2 separate regions of the Columba livia genome follow, and region 1 is linked to region 2. The links are chromatin contacts, called in public Hi-C maps. All regions are on one chromosome and are shown on one strand. Each heading gives the region's core, a stretch centred on a gene start, on an enhancer-like site or on the middle of the called end of the contact. The rest is flanking DNA. Distances are from core to core; before and after follow the strand shown.

Evidence for each region. Hi-C and Micro-C count contacts between places; a contact is called where the count stands out from the background.
Region 1: a Hi-C map of liver shows a contact between it and region 2, with 2.2 times the contacts expected there. The contact joins the promoter of WIPI1 here to the promoter of CEP112 in region 2. A contact is called at or near these places in 2 of 2 Hi-C or Micro-C datasets (crop and liver).

What each region holds. Positions count from the first base shown.
Region 1 is chr18:11,567,927-11,572,073 of bColLiv1.pat.W.v2, reverse strand. WIPI1 (WD repeat domain, phosphoinositide interacting 1) reads left to right here and starts at 2,400. Exons shown (of 14, transcript XR_010467076.1): 1 at 2,400-2,564; 2 at 3,617-3,699.
Region 2 is chr18:11,152,778-11,156,744 of bColLiv1.pat.W.v2, reverse strand. It overlaps CEP112 (centrosomal protein 112), which reads right to left and starts at 2,659. Exons shown (of 26, transcript XM_065034982.1): 1 at 2,465-2,659; 2 at 1,209-1,321; 3 at 476-666; 4 at 18-184. The coding sequence starts at 1,308.

The sequences.
Region 1 (4,147 bases), core at 1,151-3,650, 420 kb before region 2:
GCTCTCCCTATTAAACATACACATTTTGCCTGTTCTTTCCCCGGAAGGCTCTAGACCCTTAACAGACTCCTGGTTATCATGAATACCACTGAAGGATATTTAGCAGGTTTATCCCCTGTCAAGATCTTTTATTTTCTGTAGCAGATTTCATTCAAACACCAGACCTATCAGTAGGAGCAGGGTTTTATTTCAGAGGGAAGAGCTTCGCTGGAATTTAAACACCGAGCCCAGGAAAAGCCTAAAAGCTGTCCACAGGTACCTAAATCTTCACTCGTCAAATAGCAACACACAGGATGCCCCAGCGGGGAGAAGCTTTTCTAGGCACTGCAGCCTATTTCCCAGCTTCTTCACCTCCGTTTCCTCTTTGAGGCTTGAATACAAACACCCAGGGTGGAGAACACAAACCAACATCTGTCGTACAAAGTTTTCCACATTGAAAAATACAATCAGATGGCTGCACTCTGGACTGGTTTTAGAGCTCCTGACAGAGTTGAGGTTGTTACTGTTAATGGTTACTGCAGTCACAGGATTGTCAGGAAAGGGAATAGCCCTTTATAACCTGATATATTCTTCCCAACAAACACACACATCAGAGCAAGAACTATCCTTCTGCAACCTCTGCTTTCCTCAGGTGTGACATATGCCCAGATCCCAAGACCAGCCTCAGAATCTTACTACCCTAACTACTGCCTCCTTCCAAAGCTGTGTTCCTGAAAAACCAGTTTAGCTATTTCTTTATATTCCAAACATCAGAAACACCTCATTTCTTTATGAGAAAGACCTCAGCTTCTGCTTCATGCCCAAAGCCCAAGTGCCCTCATTTGCCAGGGCACAAATCCCAAGATCTCCAAGGTTTTCACACTGTAGCAGAGGACAAGAACTGCTTGTTTCTCCCACCTCTGCTAATTAAAACAGCCATTGTAGGCTGAAAGGAAGATTGACCAACGGGGTTGCATCAGTCCAGTTACAAAAATAATCATGTTGCCCAAGCCTCAGATATTTTTGTGGCTCTGCTTTTTCAAGGCTTCATTTTAAAACCAGCTCATGGTGATTACCCAAGCAGCAAAGATCCAGCTGTAGCAGTTGCTCAGAAACCGGGGCTTTTTTGAAACACAAGGCACTGACTCCCTGTTTTGGTTTTGAACTTTTTCCTGCTCTCCAACCTCATTTTCCATCCGACATCGCTGTTTCAAAATCAAGCTATGCTGATCCACAGGGACATTCTCAGGACATGCACAGCCAGCTTTTCTGTTTCATTTTGGGGTTTTATTAGACCTTCCCACTAGGCCCCTATGAATAGAAGATATTTACCCCCTAAACACAATGGATTTAAGATGATTCCCCTGCTGCCTTCACAGTGTTGCTCATGTACACCATGTCCTAGGGACAATCTGCCATCAGCCTCTCTCCAAGCTAATGCTGTTTTGAAGCTGTGTGTTTTCATACTTTCTCCCAAAAATCAATCATCATCACAGTTGCAGGTCTTAAACTCCATAACAGGTGAATATTGCAGACACTCCAAGGCCCTCGTGCTACAAAGGGGGATTAATCTAGGCAGATATATGTGTCCACATGGAATCTGCCTCATTTGGATGGTATTACATGTGGCTCTTTTTCCAAAAGTCCTGTGGTGCACATCAAGTGATCGAGGCCCAATGACTTCAGCACTCACATGAGGATTACTCATCTAATTAGGGGTTTTGCAGGCTCTACTCCTGCATTTCTGTGCACTGTTAATGTCATTGTACTGGCTTCTAGAACATTTGTCATTTAACGGCTGGCTCTGGGGTTTGTTTTTCTTTGTATTTGCTGCAGTAGATTTGACCCCACAAGGTAGCAGTGGCATTAATCACATGAATGAAGCTGTTCTGTGCACAAACGCTGTAAGTTTAGAGGATAAATTTTGTGAAAACGGGAAAAAACTCAACACTTCCAAGACTCATTTAGCCAAGGAGGCAGAGAGAAGGGCTGTCTTGCTTTCTGGTCAGCGACTCAGCGGTGTCATCGTCACTTTTCCCGCATCACCGGACCCTCCCACGCCCCAGCGCCTCACAGCGCTTCCCCAAACCAGACCCGGCCCCTCCGCAGCCACTTGTCGCCGTGTCCCCCTCGGCAAGACAACCCTTTTCCCGGTTGTCACGCCGCTCAAGCCGCTGCAGGCAGCGATGAGCCCCCCCAGATGTGCCCCGTCCCCCAGATGTGCTCCCCCCTCCCCAACAGCTGCCCGCGCTCGTCTGATGCAACCACAACATCACCACGTGGCCACGCACAGCTGTTCACCTCCGCCAGCCAATCGCAGCCGGCTCCGCCAAAGCTGGAGGCGGGGCCGTCTCATCTGCCTCCCGCGGATAGGTTAAACCGCGCGTCCATCCGCAGATGGCGCGGCCCCTCCGACCAATGGGAAGCGGCACCGCCCCCGGCCGCCTCCTGCGCGGCGGAGCGGGCCGGGGCCGGCGCGGGGGCCGGAGCGGGCCGAGCCGCCGCGCCCGCTCCATGGAGGCCGCGGCCGAGGCCCCGGGGGGGCCCGCGGTGCTCAGCTGCTTCTCCTACAACCAGGACTGCACGTAAGCGGGGCGGGAGCCGCGGGGCGAGGGGGGAAGCGACGGCAGCGCGGCGGTGGCCGGGCGGGGCCGGACGGCTCGGAACGGGGCCGGCCCTACGGGAGTGACCCCCGGAGGAGGCTCTTCGCTCCCTTCCAAGCCCTGGGGATCCCTCGGCCCCGTCTTGGGGGGCACCTGGCTCCCCATAAACACCCTCCGGTGCCGCAGGTTGGGTCTCTGGGAGCCCAAGGGAAGCAGCAAATTTAGAGGAATCGCCGTTTTTCCCCTCCCCAGCAGCTAGGGGAGCATTTTCGGATGGCTGGAGAAGTCACTTTGCCCAGGGGTTTTGTCCCCTGACCTGTGGCCACTCTGTCAGTGGCCCGGTTGCCCAGGACTCAGTTGCTCTGTGTGAGCAGCCGGTGCTAAAGAACCATTCCAGGACAGAGGGTTTTCTGGGAGCCTCTCACCCTTCCCTGTGGTTCACCTGCTTCCAAACTGATCATTTGAGAACCATTTCCAAGTGGGACAACAACCATCCAGCAGGAGCGACTGCACAGTCCAGAGCCGAGATCAGGTCACAGGCTATGAGATAAGAATCACAGACACCACTCACACCTGTCAATAGCATTACCTCTGCACTTACTGCGTCTAAAACAAAGAGCATTTTGATGGGCAGCAATGTGGTGCTGACGTGAACCCGCTGGTCACTGCCCCAAACACTCTGCGTTGGTATTCTGGGCCAGCTGCTGATTTAAGACTGAGATGCTGCTGGTTGCTATATCTGGAACAGAACAGAGCCAGTGCTTGGCATGGCTGTGCCTCGCATTACATGCCTGCACACACCGCTGTTAGCAAGAGCAAAGCTCCTACAGCCCACAGAAATCAGTGTTCTTCTACAGGCTACCTCAGGATTCTTGGTTTTGCCACCTTCCATGCTTTAGGTTGAGAGTAGAAACTGAAGTCTTGCCTTCATGGATCACTGTGCCAGAAATTACACCTTTCCTCTGCAGGGACTCTTGCTGTCACCTGGAGGCCACAAGATCTAAGCTAACAAGCTTTTTGTCTTGTCTTTGCAGCTCCCTGGCAATTGGAACCACAACTGGATACAGGCTTTTCTCCTTAAGTTCTGTGGAGCAACTGGACCAGGTCCATGAAAGCAGTAAGTCTCCTGTTTCGCTGCGGTGGAATATGAGCTGACAGACTTTACCTGTGTTACTGCACTTCAGTCTGCCTGGAGGGGCTGATCCTGCTCAATGCCACCGCACACGTGGCATCTGTTTCTGCTGTACCCACACATGAAGAGAGGGACAGTTCTGGTTATTGCCCTGTGCACAGCAGCCGTCAGAGCAAGCTGCAGCCTTGGAGAAGCTTCTGAACAGCCACCAATACCTTCAAAGTTGAAGGAGTCCCTCAAGTTTAGAGTCCAGCTTATTTCTCCCTGTTGTCAGTCTGACAGCAGCAGTTTCTCCTACAAACCAGCGCTCAGAGGTAGTTCAGCACTAGGATGTTTCAGATCTGCAGACAGGAGACTGCAGACTCCCAGCACGGATGCTGGATAACTCACAGGCTTTTAGCCCAATGTGGTATTTACAAGCAAGATGTTTTTA
Region 2 (3,967 bases), core at 1,410-3,909:
AAATAGAGAAATCTTACCCATGTGTAAGCAGTGTTGCTGACGGTGACTCCTCCTGCGAGGAGATCTTCCAGGATTCCTCGAGCTTCCAGTCGCTGTCTCCCAGCTCTCCCATGACCCAGTCAGGTAGGCAGTCTGGGCTGCTACTCCCAACTCTCGTTGAATTTGGCTCATCAAAATAAATGGACTGTAATTAAAATAAATAAATGCAAAATCAACACTAGAATACATCTACACAAATATATTCTCATGAACATAAAACCTCATATTCCTTTAGAAGACCTATTTTTACAAGCCTTCTTAGAATCTGAATTTTGAAGAAGAAACAGGTCTCTTTGCATAATGAAAGATTTTTTCCAACCCATATTACAAGATATGCAAGAGAAATGCCTGTATTCACACTCATGCCAAATCAAAGACTCAAAAGTGTTTTCAGAATGTATTTAAGCAGGTTTTTAAATACAGAAGTGACACCCACCATGTATGAAGGTAAAGTTTTCAGTGTCCCCGGTTCTGGTTTGTGTGTAAAAGGACCTTCCAGCACCCCTCGCTTCAGCATGTGGAGCAAAAGTTTGGCATAGAGGTTGCGATTCTTCCTTCCCACCGTTCCTGTCCCCGCTCCTGAGGGCTCGCATAGTTTTTTAATCCACAGTGCACACCTTTGTCGTTCTAAAAATATACAGACACATAATCACTATATGTTTTCAGAGCAAATCAAACACATAGATACCAGTCACCAATCATGTAGATGTTTTGCAAAGCAAAGTCTTACTTTGTAGGGTTTGTGCTTTTAATAATTAGTTTGTTCTAATAATTAGATTTATAAAACCTCATTTATTAATTGAGGTTCAGATTATTACACATTCCTAAGCCAAATTTTCAAAACATCATCTCTAAAATATATTTGCAATTTTGTAAGTGCAATCTCAAAACCAAGTTTCTACTGAATTAATGTTTTAAAAATAGAGAAGATAATGTATTTCTGCAAAAGCACATTTAGGTCACCAGGATAAGAGAGATAAGCTCAAACAGTAGCAACAGGTACTTCAATCCAACTTTAGATAATGTTCAAAACCCCTTCAAAACAGTGCCTTATAACGTCAGACAATAAGCATCTGGTTAAAGAAAGCGATACAAGCACACATAATAATTATCAATAACCTAGAATTTTGTATTAGTGTTTCTCTATACACACATTTTTCCATATTTACCTGACCTATGCTGTAGTTTTAGAACGTGAGGCTTCATATCCACAACGCAATGATCAAATTCCGCATCCAGTTTTTCCCATATTTCCTCTTCCCCATTCATTTTGAAAGAACACCTGCAAAATTATCCACACTGAAGCAAAAAGATCCAATACGCCCATATATTAGTCTCTGTAAATCTTCAGCTATGCAAAGAGATGCTTTGGAACTATACAGATAATAAAACTAAACGTTTTCTTACATTCAGATAAACACTAAGAGTGATTATTTGCAGACAACAGGTACTCCAGAAAATCTACAAGAACGTGTTTGTTTAGATTTGGAAGTGATTAGCCAACCACGCTAAAAGGGGTTCAACCACACACAATTTGGATAAAACACCTAAAGGAATTTGTGGCTCAGACGCATATATAAAACACCTACATTAATATGTTATAGCGGCATTCATAGAATTAGTTTTGGGTTATAAAGAAAAGGGGGAAAAGAGCAAAAATAGACCTATGAGTCAAAAAAAAACAGACAAATGTTGTCAGAACTGTTTTTTAACTAAGGAGTGAAAGGCCAAACTCCTCCAAGACCTCCTGCCATTTCCCAGCTGGAGAACGCATCTTTTCTGCACGTTTGAAATTGCAATTAGACGCTTGTTTGGCCAAATTACCGGCCCCCAAACACGGGTGCGGTTCAACACAACAGCAGGTGGGACCCCCGGGGCCCTCCCCGCAGCGAACCCGCCACCCCCTTGTCCCCCCGGGGCTCTCCCCGCAGCGAACCCGCCACCCCCGTGTCCCCCCGGGGCTCTCCCCGCAGCGAACCCGCCACCCCCTTGTCCCCCCGGGGCCCTCCCCGCAGCGAACCCGCCATCCCCCGTGTCCCCTCGGGGCTCTCCCCGCAACGAACCCGCCACCCCCGTGTCCCCCCGGGGCTCTCCCCGCAGCGAACCCGCCACCCCCGTGTCCCCCCGGGGCTCTCCCCGCAGCGAACCCGCCACCCCCGTGTCCCCCCGGGGCTCTCCCCGCAGCGAACCCGCCATCCCCCGTGTCCCCCCGGGCAGCGGGTCCCTCCCCGCGGGCCGCACACACGCACTTTCCCGCTTCTCTCCCTCCAGGCACTTTATGAACCCGCATCTGCCCGGAGCCGCTTTGCAGCGACCGACCGCAGCGAGCGCCCCCGTTCCCACCCGCTGCCGGGATGAAGTTGGCGGGATCTGACACCCCCGCACCTCCCGGTGATCTCCCCGCGGGACACGCCGCCCCCTTTACCTCGCTCTCCGCGGGGCCGGGGTGGGCCCAGCCGGGCCGGCGGGTCCCGGCCCCCCCACGGCGGGGAAAGGCAGCCCCGCGCAGCGCCGGCCCGGCCGAGCGGCCAACGGTTCAAACCGAGCCCACCCCCGCTCCCGGCGGCCCCGCTGGCCCCGCGCGTTTCCGTTTCCGCGGGGCCGCCCGCCGGTTGCCGGGCGACGCGGCCGCGGCCCAGGCCGGGCTCGGGCGGGGAGCCTGAGGCGGCCGGTCACGGCGGGCCGGGAGCCCCGGGGAGCGGGTGGGTTTGGGGAGTTGCTTGTGGCCAGAAGCCGGTAGGGAAAAAACTCTTGGGCTTGATGGGGGAACAGTGTGCGCTGTCACAGCGCAGAGAGCAATCGCTGCCTGCGGTCGTTAATCACTGCCCCAAGTAATTAACGTCACGTGGTGAGCAGTGGTGTGCTGGCCAGGCCCGCTGCACCAAACTGCCATCGTTTTCAACCCAAAAATCTGTATGCACACTGGTATAAATACTTATTTAATAAACCTCAAGAGGAACCAGCAGAGCCTGAGGGAGCACAAAGGGAGAAACGGGAGATGCCAGAGAACATAGAATCAGTTCGGTTGGAAGAGACCCTCAGGATCATCGAGTCCAACCACAACCTAACTCTGGCACTAGACCATGTCCATGAGAACCTCGTCTAAACGCCTTTTAAACCGCTCCAGGGATGGTGACTCCACTAGTGCCCTGGGCAGCCTGTTCCAACACCTGACAACGTTTTCCATGAAGAATTTTTCCTAATACCCAATCTGAACCTCCCCTGGCGCACCTTGAGGCCATCTCCTCTTGTCCCATCACTGATGTAGCTATGTTGGGTCAAATCCTTGATACACAGGGCAGAGCTGGAGGTTTGTGCGGCAGGAGAGCCGGATGGGAAAAACAAGGGTGCAGGAGCAGAGGGACAAAACTCTGCGCTGTTTGGAGTGTGTTTATTTGTTTTAGCTGCAACTAGTTGGATATCAACTGTCTTTTTTGTCATATATCCTCCTTACAATCAATAATTGGGGAAAAACACTTCCACTCAACGCTTAGTGGAAAATATTTGCCCCTATGAAATTGAAGGTTTATAAATCAGAAGTGGCTTTTGGGTCCGAGCAGTGTTTTGTAGCTCCGGAGTGGGTGCCAGAATCATGAGCGGTTGAAACGAAACTGAAATTGCAGGTGCAGGCTGAATAATTGCAGAGCCAATTTTAGCCACAGTTTCTAAGTGTTTCTAAGTAAAATTTGTTCAAGTGTATCCTTGTAGATAATAGAGCGATTTTGCGTTCACTTTAAAGCATTTTATGCTTGGTATTGTTCATGTTTTGTGGTATGTTGATGTCCTGTCCCAAGGACAGAGAATATGAGGAAATGGAAAATATTAAGATTACACGCCTGACATTCCTACACAAAAGACGTAGGTTACACTTGTTTTGCAGCCATGTCACGAAAACTATTGATTACTCCAAAAGAATTAGGGAAATCTC